2 separate regions of the Anas platyrhynchos genome follow, and region 2 is linked to region 1. Evidence: chromatin contacts called from public Hi-C data. All regions are on one chromosome and are shown on one strand. The core of a region is the stretch at or near the end of the contact, and the rest is flanking DNA. Distances in the headings are between cores, read along the strand shown. Region 1 overlaps GAB3 (GRB2 associated binding protein 3). Region 2 holds the start of LOC101800953 (SNF2 related chromatin remodeling ATPase 1).

Evidence for each region. A called contact is a pair of places that touch in the nucleus more often than the background predicts.
Region 2: a contact with region 1 is called in a Hi-C map of subcutaneous adipose tissue, with 2.9 times the contacts expected there. The contact joins the promoter of LOC101800953 here to the enhancer-like site in region 1. A contact is called at or near these places in 3 of 8 Hi-C or Micro-C datasets (liver, skeletal muscle and subcutaneous adipose tissue).

The regions. Positions count from the first base shown.
Region 1 is chr10:784,594-791,240 of IASCAAS_PekinDuck_T2T, reverse strand. GAB3 (GRB2 associated binding protein 3) reads left to right here. Exons shown (of 10, transcript XM_027465553.3): 3 at 4,341-4,557; 4 at 5,425-5,897. Among named protein-coding and RNA genes, the nearest start is that of VBP1, 28 kb to the right of the region's middle. Within about 2 kb of position 4,045, at least 1 of the 8 cell types and tissues checked has an H3K27ac peak or open chromatin away from gene starts, as enhancers often do. A contact at or near this core is called in subcutaneous adipose tissue, where this site is marked.
Region 2 is chr10:835,192-841,838 of IASCAAS_PekinDuck_T2T, reverse strand. It overlaps LOC101800953 (SNF2 related chromatin remodeling ATPase 1), which reads right to left and starts at 3,279. Exons shown (of 24, transcript XM_027465539.3): 1 at 3,120-3,279; 2 at 187-273. The coding sequence starts at 3,218.

The DNA.
Region 1 (6,647 bases), core at 2,796-5,295:
AAAGCGATGGTCCTCCAGTGCAGCACGAAGCCGGCCTGTTCTGCCAGCCCCACACCTGCGGGCAGTCAGCGGGGTGAGTTTCCTGGAGAGCTTCCAGGAGCTAACCACTCCAAGAGGGATCTAGCCAGGAATTAAAGCCAGGACCCATGTCATCATCAACTTACCTTTCAAATGAGAAAATCAGGCTCAGATTACAGCAATCTGTCTTTCCCTTGACATTTCCAACAGGCAGATACAGCAGCAGTTTCAGTGCTTTGTAGGAAGTGAGTCAGGGCTGAGCCCTTCGTGGTGATAAAAGCCAGCCTGAGGGCAGAAAAGGGTGGTGATGGAGGGACTCGGCCCCACCAGGGGACTCAAAGGGCAGCAAGATGTTTAGGGGCGGTCTATCCTGCCATGGTCAGTGTGCTGCTGTGCTCCCACTGCTGCGTGGGCATACCCTTACCTGGTAGAGAGGAAGCAAAAGGCCATGAGATCTTTGGTTTTAACCTATCCCAGTTCCCCGCCTTCTTTAATCATCTTTTCAGTAGTTTATTCTGAGGGGAAATGGGAGTGGAAGAGCTCTGCAGCATTCCTGTTATGAATCTGATGTCTTCCGTTTTCATGTTGGCTCTAGAGAGCACCAGGAAAACTGGCTGGCACATGTTCTTGTGCCAGTACACACTGCCCATGGGTACAGCTTGAAGAGTTGAGCTGGTAGCTTTGGGGGATGGCAGTCATCCCCCAAGTCCATCGGAGTTTGGGGGTAATTAGGGACTGTCCAGTGACCCGCTCCCTGCTGGTTGGCCCTTGCTGAAATGGAGCTGTCGCCCTTGTGCTGCTGCTCTCGCTGCGGTGCTGCATTGGATGCAGCTTTACCAATCAGCCTGTCAGCTAAGTCTTCCCTCGCAAGACAAAGAACCAAATGTATTTCTTTGTCTTTCCAATCTACATGTAGGCTTCTGGCACTGCATTGAGGACGTGCCCAAGGAGGTGTGATCTGAGGCAGAGGAGCCAAGGCAGTCCCCAGGAAAGATGCATTATTACTAGAAACCTCTGTTGTACTGCTCGAGTGTAGCGTGGCTTGTATGTGGGCAGCACTGGCAGAATCCCACGGGTGTTTCCCAGCCAAGACCACCAGTGTAGATGCTGATGGATGAGAAGTGACAGCTCTTGCTGTGGCGGGCTGAAGAGCTGACATCCCAGCTTTCTGCTCTGTTCCTCAAGGCAAATATCCCCTGCAGTGCAGAGCATTTGTCTTGGTTCAGTGTAAAGTCCGGCAGCTGAGCCGGCAGTCTGCATCGCGGGCAGTGTAAGCTGAGCTTCCAGCCATGCACTTGCTACATCTCTCCTGGCAAATAACACCTCCTATTTAGCCCGCAGCTCCTGCCAGTGTGGTCGGGTCTGGTGTGGATTTGGCTCAGGCTGCAGGGCATGTTCAGCTTCTGTTCCTGCCCTCTGATTTCAGCCTGCACAGTTGCACAGCTTGCACGGCACGTTTCAAATACTGATAAATTGCTTCAGCTTTCTGGGAGCACAGAAATCCCCCAAGAGGTTGGAGGTTTAAACAAATTACTCCTAAAAATTAGCTTAAGAAAAGCCCTATTAAATGCAGCACGCTTTTTTAACGTGAACGCTACCGCTACAAGGCACGGTCCCTGCAATGAATCACTGCAAGGAGGGCACATGCAGAGCAGGAAACCTTACCGAGCTGCTCCGCATTGAGGTGACTCTCACAGCCAATACTACAGTGGGAAATCAGTCACTTACAGTCCTGGCATCTCTCCGAGAATTCACGGTAGCTTTGAGGCCAAACCCCGAACCAGTGAACCCCCGATCTAATGCTCTGTGGGCACAGACGGCGCGGTCGCAGCTCTGCGCCGTGGCTCAGCCCCTGACAGCCACGACGAAGCTGAGCTCCCAGCTGGCTCCTCCTCACCAGAGGCCTCGGGTTCGACGTTTAGGCAGCTCAGAGCTGGCCCCGTCAGGCCAACGTTTTAGTCAACAGGAGGGGCCAGCCGGCCGGTGGAGGGGAAGCGCGAGCTCCAGCAGATGTCAGGAAGCACCTGGGCAGGCGGCAGGCGGGGCGGGCTGGCCACCAGCCACCGGCCACCCTCGCCCCATGGCACTCGGCTGCCACAAGGAACCGTGCCCGTGGCCGTGCTGAAGGCACGGGAGCTGCTGGGGGAGGAAGAGGTTCCCTCTTGGGCTCCCTCTTGGGCTCTTCCAGGTATCGCTCTGCACCCCGTGTAAATGCCTTGCTTCCTCCCCATGCAGCCCCTACTGATCCCCGCCAGTCTCCATCACCCCCCTGTACCTCCACCTTCTCCCCCAGCACGATGGAGCCTGACACCCAGGATGTCACCGCCGTCACCTGAAGCAACCAGTCACCCGTGGTCCCTCCTGGCTGCGGGAGGCTGGACAGGAGCCTTCTGCTCCTGCACTCCATCCACCTCTCCCTCACTTCCCCACAGCTCCAGTCACTCCTGCTCGCACCCATGCTGGGACTTTCTCCCTTCCTGCTCCTTTCTGATGGTTTCTTTGCTGCTTTTAATGCATGTTTTTTTCTTTTTAAACCTTGCTGAGAAGTGGTTTGACGCCCTGGGAGCTCGCTGCAGCCCCCCTGAGGACACCTCTGGCAGCCAGGGCAGCGCACTGGGACGCGGGGAGCCAGGAGCCCCGTTCCTGCAGGAACCCCGCTGTCCCCACAGGGATGCTTCCCCTCGGGGCATCCCCTTTGTGTCCCCGCTGAGCTCCCACAGAGCAGCAGGCCTGCTGGTGGCAGCGCCCGGCCCATGTGTGGGAGTCAGGGGAAGTGTGAGGGCTCCTCCCAGCCCTCCTCGGGAGGAAATCCCTCCCTGCGCTCCTCAAGGCTGCTCTTTCATGTCAGCCTCTGGCAGCATCTCCACCTCCCTGCAGCCCGGTGTGGTAGGGGGGAGCTGCAGGCAGGGACCCCCGCTTTCACCCATTGTGCCATTGCACAAGGACAGTTTTGGAGCTGGGGTCTGTAGCAGGAGGGAGAAGCCGTCTGGTTTTCCAAGACCTACATTGACAGGGAAAGTTGATGGGGCATCCTCCATGGTGAGTCTTCCCGTCAGTGCAGGGCAGAGATTTTGGGGTTAGTACCCACCAAAACAGCTATTTTGCCAGCCGAAGAGCTGTGCTCAGCCTTGCTGGCAAACGGGAGGACAGAGCGGGAGAGGCACCGAACCTATTCTCTGCCTGCTCTCCCTTGAAAATGGCCATGCATAATTCATTCTCCCCAGCTGCCGCCGCAGCACGACTTTAATGCACGCTGATGCGGTTCCCAGCAGAGCTGGCAGGGACGGGGATGGGGGGCCAGGAGCTGGCTCTGGGTAGCCACGTCCACAAAGGCTAAAGAAGGGCAGCCACGGCGAGCGGCAGGGACAGGGATGGTGCAGACCTGCCATGTGTTGTGCAGCCCGCAGCCCTTCCTGATGGGATAATCTGAGGCTAAACCCTGCGAGTAGCAGATGGAGCTCAGGCCTGTTCAGTCTCTGTGCTAGTAATCCACAATGTCATTTATTTTTCTTGTGCACTGTGTTGGTTTTGTTATTTCTTTAAATACGTGGTCAGATGGCGATGTTCACATGCTCGCTGAGGTCTCTGTGGAGTTAGCCTGGTGCATATTTGATCCCCCTCAGCTTGCAAGCCAGCTCTGAGTCCAGGCTCTGCAGGCTGAGCCAGTGCCTGAGCCAGCAGGATGGAAAAGAGAAGTTATTTTTCAGCTGGGAAGGCTTCAGCCGTCAGCCCTGCTTCACGAGCATGAAAGCCTGGAAAAGCTGTTCCCTTCAGATGATCACCGGGGCAAAGAGGGCCGCTGCAGTCCTGCTGCTCCAGGCACCTGCTGAAAATTAAGCAAACGCTTTGCTGAATAAGCTCGAGTTGAAGCACGCGTGCGAGTGCTCTGCAACCTGGGGTTTGCTGCAGTACTGCAAATCCGAGCTATCAGGAGGAAACAGCTGGTAGAGAAGGAAGGAGATGGCTCCCCCTGCTTGAAAGGGGCAAGCCACGGGGTAGGGCGAGGAAGAATTCGGCTTTTTTCCTGCTTCTTTTGGCTCAGAGGGGGAAGGAGCCGGGGGGAAGCCTGCCGGGGCTGATGTGGAGGTGTAGTGTCACCAGAGGGGTGGGTTCCTCGCTGGTGGGGCCCTCCCCATACGCCCCGGGGCTGAGGGGTGACCACGGCAGCCAGCACAGGGCAGGCACTGAGGGCTGGCTCGGCCTGCTGGGGCCCTCGCATCTCACCCTGTGGGACAGGGCCCAGCCTGCACAGCCCTGCTCCCGCGACGCGTCCTCGCCTCGCCCCGCTGTGGCTCAGCTGGGGCCGTCGCTTCTCCCTGCAGGTTCGGTGGAGAGCCTGTCCCACACCACCTCGTCCCCGCAGCCCTCGCCAGCCGCCTCCACCCACGCCTCCCGCATCGCCGACCCCTCCTTCTCGGTCGAGCAGGCCGCTGCCGACGCTTCTGCCACAGAGGAGACCCCCAGCGAGTCGGAGTCGGTCTTCCTCCCCGACTACCTCTTCCTCTCCAACTGCGAGTCGGGCAAGCTCAGCCACACCAGGTAACTCCGGGCTCCACCGCACACCTCGGGCTGCAGCCACCCCGGCGTGCCCCTGGGAAGCTGGGGCAAACTGGTCCTGGAGTCTTGCAGCTCCTGAGCCCGATGGGACCCTCAGAAAGCCATTTCTCAGGGGGCTTTCTGTAGAGGAGGTGAGCGGTCAAGCATCAGCTGTCAGTCCTGGCCCGTGCAGTCTCCCTCCAGGTGCTCTTTCCGCCTGCTGCTGCCCCAGGTGCTCAAAGTGCCTCATGCTCAGCTCGGGGGCCCCTCCATGGCCACAGGGAGGGGACAGATCTGGGCTCAGACTGTGCTTTTTGTCACACGCTGTCACTCGGGAGGAAAGAATGGGTGAAGCCTCAGCAGGACAGTGCTTGTGCTCCTCCCCTTCCTTCTCTGAAAGTCCCCCTGGTTTTTAACTTGGGTTCCTGCAGCACAACAGATGCCTTGCTTGGCGAGCACGCAGCTTTGGGAGCCACTTCTCCACTTGCCTGGTAACCAGACAGGGAAGTAGGGGTTGTAGCAAACGCTGCAGCATGGAGGTTGAAATTTGAGGCGTGGTGGTGCGAGGACTCCTCACGCGGAGGGCTCAGCCTTACAGGGCTGGAAGCCCTGGGCTGGTGAAGGAGCATCGCTGCTGGCCACGCTGCCCTGGGGGTGAGGACAGGGCCTGGACAGTGCCCTGAGGGTGTGCAGGGCCAAGTGCCAGCAGAAAGGAAACCACAAAGCGGTCAGTGGGCATTTTCCAAGCTGGGAGTGCAAAGCGGCCCATGGAGCCGCTCCCAGCAGGTTTTACCCCCCCAGCCCTGCACACTTACCCGGCTGCAGGCAGGAGAAGAGGCAAGCAGCAGCCCTGCTCTCTGCCCCGTGCAGGTGTGACAGCTGGTCCAACTCGGACAGATCCCTGGAGCAGACCTCATCGGATGACGTGTTTGTCGACTCACTGCAGTCCCAGCCCTCGCTGTACCTCGTGCAGCCCTGCGGTGCCGTGCACCAGGACGCGGCCCCGCTGGCAAACCCCGGCACCGTGCCCAGGAGCGCCGACGTGAGCGGGACACCCAGTGACTTTTCCTCCTCCTCTCCACTGCTGGGGACGCCGCTGACGCCAACCTTTCAGACTGAGCAGAGCCAAAGCGCGCTGCCCTACGGCGTGAGCCAGCTGGATGTGCTCTCCAACACGCCCCCCCCGCGGCCCCCCAAGCCCACCCACTTCTTGGACAGGCGAGGGGACGAGGCGGGCGGCAGGGTGCTGCAGAACGGCCACGCGGGGACCTGCCGGGCTCCAGTGGCGCTGGTGCCCAGGAGGATCTCCCTGTCCAGCCTGGACAATGTCAGGAACTGGAAAGGTGAGCGTGTCTCGGAGCTGCTGGCACTGGGAGGGGTGGGAGGGTGCCCACTGCCTGCTCTCCTGCTGTGATGCTTCATGGCAGCCCCAAAATGGTGCGAGCAGGGTTTGGACCTGTCCAAGCAGAGTTTAGACCTGTCTGAGCAGGGTTTGGAGCTGTCCATCACTTGCATTCAGCTCCTGCCCCTCTGTTTCTGAAGGTCAAAGCGTGGGCTTGCCCAGGGGAAGTGCCTTTGTGGCTCCGCACAGAGTCCTCTCAGTAACAGCAGTGTTTCTTTTCTCATGCTTAAAGGACAGGACGCCAGGGAGGTGCTGGGGATGGGATGTAATCCTGGGTGAGCTGGGGACTTGGTGTCCTTCAGCAAATCCCCCTCTGTCCTGGCATTTCCTCCTGGCTAGCCTGAAAACCTGCTGCAGAGGGAGACGGCTGCAAAGCAAGCCCTGCTCCCAGTGGGGGTGCCTTTTTGGTTCTTGAAAACCATCTCAGACCAAATAATGGTTGAAAACCAGGAACATCCAGGTGACAAAATCCAGTGTACACAGCAGATGCGAGTTTTATGTTGTGAAGCCACAGAACAGAGGGAAGCAGCTGGCTGGAAAGCATCAAATATTTTGCGGTGATGTGTCAGTTTTGATGAGGAGACAAGGCAGGGTTGTATGGGTGAGCATCCTTCAGGCCCCTGTAGTCTGAATGGGCTCTCAGTGTCTGGGGCCGTTAGATCTTGCCCTCCGAGCTCAGGCAGCAGAGCAA
Region 2 (6,647 bases), core at 2,030-4,529, 51 kb before region 1:
CAAAGGCCATCACTGCAACACCCCTGCTACCAAAGCCTTACCCCATACACCCAACACATCCATTTGTTTTCCTTTTCTGACACACCCTGCCTGCAGTAATTTTTTGTTACTTCCAATTTTATTGACCTAATTCAAGCAAACAAGTGTCAAAAAAGCTGCAGTATGCTTTGTTGTGAGAACACTTACCATCTTCTCTTCATATTCTGGATCAATTTCTTTTTCAGGCCTAGCCGCCTTTGGAGGAGGCTTGAGTTGAAATGGAGGATCATTTTTCTGAAATTCAAATTGTAAACACTATTAAATATCAGTGTTATTTTTATTTATTTATTTTAAGAACGCATAAATATCAGATTTTTAAAAAGGTGATGATTTCAACAGGGAGTGACTGCACTAGTCACATTACTTCACCCAAAAGAGAACCAGTTATCTATGATGTAACTGAAGAATGACCAGATAAAATGTAAATAGGAGGTGAGTCTCATTCTCATGTTTATTTCTGGAAATAGGATCCAAGGTGGAAGAACTGAAGGAAAGCACTAAAAAAGAGCCAAGCTTAGTTTTTCATGGAGAGGTTATTCTCAGCCGAAAAACTCAAAGCATGTTTCTACAAATTCAATTACTACTTGCTTTACAAAAAAAAAAAGACACCTAGCAGAAGTCATAATGCTGGCACAGTATCATTTCTAAAAAAAGTATCATAGGAAAAAATGTTTTGTGCAGTTGCTTTCCCTACCACCACCCAATTCAGCCTTGAAGTATGCCTTTCTACACATCTTCAAGTAAAAATTATTAAATACTTCCATTGTTGAGAGGTACTAAAAGATGCAAGCAAAGTGTTTTTGAAACATACTTAACAATCTGAAAGGAACAGGCCAAGTGCACGCCTGCATAAAAGCAGAATCAGAGGTCGGCAGGCACCTTAAGCATCAGCCCACTATAAACACAACAAAATGAAATAAACTATACAGGGTCAGGTAGCAAGAACAGACCAAAACAGTACTAAATACATAACAGCTTGTAAAGCAGCATTCTACTTCAACTCCAGAACCGTTACTGATAAATATATATGCCAACTTACTCTTTAAGACAAGGCAGAAGGATACAAATAGGAGGGATGTTTTCTAAAGCTCTAAAATACCTTTTAAGTTTTGGCCTGAAGACCTAAGTCTCAGCAAAGATGAACAGCAGTAAGTGCATAACAAAGCTGTTTGATGGTTTAATGATTTTCTAAAAGCCCCAGTTCAATTTTACAAGGTCAAATGATTGTGTCAAAAGCAGGCAGCAACTAAGATTTCCTACAGTAAGTCACTCACAACTTTTTCAAGCATACAGGTAACTAAATGCTAACAGCCATGCCTCTGGGACAAAGCCAAACAGTTCGGTGGCTACAAATCCCTTCTGGCTGCAACAAGTTGCTCAAGTAAGATGTAACTTATCTCACTAAGTCCTAGGGCAGATGGCTCCAACAGGGGTTCTGCTGTTACATTTCCCCAGAAGGAAACTTCATGGTAGCACACCAAACAAATTTGATTTGTATATTTGTGAACAACACATTTCCTGAGTTAAACAAGTAAACAAACTGACATTAAAAGTTACTGCAGCTACAGTGTTTCAGGTCCTACACCTTGACTCTCAGTATAAAACACATCTGTATCTGTGTCCCTGCTCCCCTCACTGCACTGAGCTGTGGAACACTGATGGCCCCAAAACATCAGGAGAAAAAAAAAAAAAAAAAAAAAAAAAACACGAATAGGAGACTACCAAAAACTGATGAAAAGAATGTAAGACACATGCATCCTTTCTCTTCCTGAAAGTTTACAAGGGAAAAGCATGTTGTACTTTAATTAAAACACTATTTTTTACTCATAAGTTACTCCATGCTGGTGGAGCTGAACACATAGTAGGAACAAGCATTATCTGTGAACTTGCTTCTGGGTAATATTCTGAGTTATTAAAACCTAGACCTTGCCAATTCTTAAATTCTGGTATGAACAACACCACCTCTTTTACTACCAACAATATCATGTACCTAACATAACCCAGAATCACAGAATATTTTATCAAGTTCATGGGAGTTTTACCCTAAAAACTACAGAACGCATCTTCGTTGCTTAAAGGGCTGATTTAACAGGAAATAGGAAGACCAGCAGAATCCTCGCTGCAAACAATTAAAGCAGTAAAAGGGGACTTTTGCTTTTAACTTATTTTGTTCATGGAGCTGGCTAGTAACAGCCTGCTTTGACTGCAGAGAAGTAGAAATAAGAGGCCCCCTGAGAAGTGGTGCAATTTAAATCCTCACAACAGACAGGACCGTGCAACAGCTTCCAAAGTATCAGGCCTCGGCTGCTTCAAGGGTCCAAAATACTTCACCTGGAAACCTCTGCCAACCAGCCCAAGCGGAGCTCCCGGCTCCCAGCAGGGATGTAACACAGTGAAAGGGGCGAGGAGCTCCAGAGGCTGCACATCAGCACCGTCACCGTGCCGGTTCCTAACCCTGTAGCACCCAGCGGCTGTGGCAGAATTCCACGGCCTCAGTAAGGACCCCGAGCACTCACCAATACTTTCCCTTAAGAAACACGATGATCAGCATGGCACAGTAGCACAGCATTGGTAATATTCTGAACCATTAACTGCTTCCAAGTGATTTATGGAGAGCCTCTAAACATTTAACACTCATTCTGTATCAGTTAAGATAAGATCTTGCAGAATAAGCTGGCATAGAAACCCTTAAACTTTTCCCTCCCATTAACATTGCTACAGCATATTTCACGGCCCTTCTTGCACCAGGGTAAGGGAATATAAGGGAGTACAGCATTTGGCACCCCTGGGGCAGGCGGTGCCTCCCCCCAGCTGCAATCCGGGCCCCGAGCCCGCCCCGCCGGCGGCTCCGCAGCCCCCAGCCCCCGGCCCCAGCCGCGCTTCCAAGGACACCCGACCGCGACCCCCGGCACCTCACCGGGGGCCCCGCCGCGACCCTTCGCCAAAAAAATAAACACGAAACGGGACCGGGAGGAGGCCGGCGGCCGCCCTCGCCCTGCCGAGGGGCTCAGCCCGCGGAGCGGCGCCGAGGGGAGCGGCCCTACCGCCGCCCGGGGCTGCCCCCGACCCCGCAGCGGTACCTCCTCGGAGCCGGGCTCCTGCGCGCCGGAGGTGGAGGGCACCTCGCCGTCCGAGCGGGCGGCCGCAGGAGCTCCAGGGCTGCCGGGGCCGGGGTCCATTTTGTCGCGGCCCCTCCGCCCCCAAAACGCGGCGGCTCCGCCCCGCGCAGGCCTCGCGAGGCTTCCGTGAGAGGGGCCGGGGCCGCCGGGGGGTCCCCGGGGCTCGGTGGGGGGCCCCGGGCTGGGCACGGCGGGTCCTGGCTGCGGGGCTCGGGGCTCCTGCCCGAGGCTCTGCCTCAGTGCTGGGGCCCTGTGGGGGCGGCAGGGGTGCGATAAGGGGTGGCCCAGGCCGTGCCCCAGGAGGACAGCCGCCTCTTCGTGTCTTCAGGGCTAATGCACGTCCCAAAGTGCGGGCCCTGTGGCCGGTGTGGGTTGGGAGAATAAAGATGTGTGTTTCCTGGGGGCCTGCCTCGCTCAGCACTGTGTGCGTCTGCTGCTGGAAGTGGCACTAACAGAGCAGCTCCGGGCGGCTCCTCACGCAGTGTGTCTGTCTAGATTGCCGGCTGCTGAACCCCAAGGAAACCCAAAACAGCCCTTGGGATGTCACGCAGAAAAAAAAAAAAAAAAAAAAGAAAAAAGAAGAAAAAAAAAAAAAAAAGCTTCAAATGGGGTGTTTTACCCAATGACTACTCACAAAGGCAATACTGCAAGCTTTTTGTCCACAGAAAGATCAAACCCCAGCCCTGTAGGCAGAGTGAGGCGTAATTGTTTTCTCCTTCTAGTAACAAACCCAGCAGCTCATCAAGATCTTCCTGCATAAATCAACAACTGAGCTGAACAAACGGGCTGTGTGGCTCATGCCCTGTGTTTAGACAGACCTCAGCAGTGTCTCTTCTATATATACCTTGATTCCAATCAAAGGTACAATTTGTGAAGCATTGCTCTGAAGTTCTGAACTGATCCCACGACTGCCTGATTATTCTGAAATGGAGCATCTCACCTAAGAGATGGTCCTGCATACAAAATTTAAGCCCCAAACTCTCATTCTCCCTGTTGTGAGACATAGAATCATAGAATATCCCGAGTTGGAAGGGACCCATAAGGATCATCAAGCCCAACTCCAGGCACTGCACAGGTCTACCCAAAAGTTTAGGCCATGTGATGAAATGCACAGTCCAATCGCTTTTTAAATTCAGACAGGCTTGGTGCAGTGACTGCTTCCCTGGGCAGCCTGTTCCACTGTGCGACCACCCTCTCAGTGAAGAACCTCTTCCTGATGTCCAGCCAAAACTTCCCCTGCCTCAGCTTAACACCATTCCCGCGGGTCCTATCACTGGTGTTTACAGAGAATAGGTCACCTGCCTCTCCACTACCCCTCGTGAGGAAGTTGTAGACTGCGATGAGGTCCCCCCTCAGCCTCCTCTTCTCCAGGCTGAACAGGCCCAGTGCCCTCAGCCGCTCCTCGTACATCTTCCCCTCTAGACCCTTCACCATGTTTGTCGCCCTCCTCTGGACACTCTCCAACAGTTTCATGTCCTTCTTGAACTGCACACAGCACTGTAGGCGAGGCCGGACCAGCGCAGAGCAGAGCAGGACAATCACCTCCCTCGACCGACTAGCAATGCCGTGCTTGGTGCACCCCAGGACACGGTTGGCCCTCCTGGCTGCCAGGGCACACTGCTGGCTCATATTCAACTTGCTGTCAACCACAATCCCCAGATCCCTCTCTGTAGGGCTGCTCTCCAGCGTCTCATTGCCCAGTCTGTACATATAGCCAGGATTGCCCCATCCCAGGTGCAGGACCCGGCACTTGCCTTTGTTAAACTTCATGCGGTTGGTGATCGCCCAGCTCTCCAATCTGTCTAGATCTCTCTGCAAGGCCTTTCCACCCTCATCCGAGTCCACAGTTCCTCCAAGTTTAGTGTCGTTGGCAAATTTGCTCAGAACACCTTCTAGTCCTACATCCAAATCATTTATAGAGACATTGAAGAGGACTGGCCCTAAAATGGAGCCTTGAGGGACCCCACTAGTGACCATCCACCAGCCAGATGTGTCCTCATTTGCCACAACCCTTTGAGCCCTGCCCATCAGCCAATTTCTCTCCCATCATATGATGTTTTTGTTTAGTTGTATGCCACAAAACAATGCTCTTCCAAATTACTTAGCACCCTATAGCCATCTGCCCCTGTTGCATAGTTTGCAACAGGACAAGGCCCACAGCACCTGCAGTTGCCCTTCCATCTGATTAGTTTATAAAGGCTTGGGGAAGTGCATTTTTCTTAGCACAATTGAGACGAGTGACATGACTGGTTTTTAGAGAGTAACCCAAATAGCTTTTCCAAGCAGGGCTCTCTAGAAAATGAAGCTTAACATCAGCTATGCAAAAGGTCTTTAAGGTGGGAAAATTCCAGTCGCTGATGCATTTGTTCTTAGACTTTGCAGAAAATAGCCTACTAACTGTTTTTTAATATCTGGCTTTCCTACTGCAGTTTCAAATGCTTGTAGCTTCTGTTTATACAAAACACTCTTAAGTGTTTCTCACAGCTTGCTTTTTACTTGCAATTCACAGGAATATTACATGCTGTACAAAACAGTCAAGCTGCTGCTTTCATGAAAGATCCCCTTTGGATGTTTTTTTGCTTGCATGCTTGACATTTGCATTTGGCACTTCGCGTAGATGTGCCTGGTTACTTCTCATAGGTTATGTTGTGTACTCCTGAGGGTCCAGAGGCCATTGTTTGAAAAATCACTTAGTCATACAACAGTATTTTCAAGTGATAATCTCATTAATTATTTAAAATGTACACAAGTGCTTTTTGTATTTATATATTCTTTCTTCTTAGACTTACATGATATCTTTTCTAACATAATTTGCAAAATTTCACAGAATTTCTCCTTTTTTTGTTTGTTTTTTTTTTTTTTCTTTCTTTCTGTGGTTGGGAGGCTGGGAGTTAGTAGTTGTGTAAAGCTGTAGATGTGGCTATTAGTTCTTTGCTTTTCCAGCTTTATCCCCCCTTATTTTACAGTCTGCAAACACAAATAGAAAGGCTGAATGCACAGTCCCCTCCACACAGAGGTTTCTCAGCAATGAAGAAGGCCTCCTCTGTCCAACCCAGAAAGATAGCACTCAACATATTGTATGACAAGAACTATGTTTTCTTGTCAGAAACAGGAAGAGCGATTGCGTATCCTTAGGCTCACTATTGTCCATTTTTACATTTTGGACCCTGCTGAAATATAGAAAGAGTTGATGACGTGCAGATCCGGAGGCATTTTAAGTCCTATCCAGATAAGACTGCAAGACTTCTGAGATCTTGTACTGTGGCAACTCAGCCTCTCTCAAACAGGGACTATTTGTCTTACTGTGCTGAATAAGAGACTAACCGTGATGGTCTTTGTTTTTCTAACACAGATACATTGGTTTGGGGTAACTTTTAAAAATCAAACCATGCAAGGAAATATGTGTGTGCACAGCATAAGCAGTTATCTGCTACCAGTAGTGAAATCTTGTTTCTCTTAATAATAGCAGCTTAAATAATAAAAACTGCT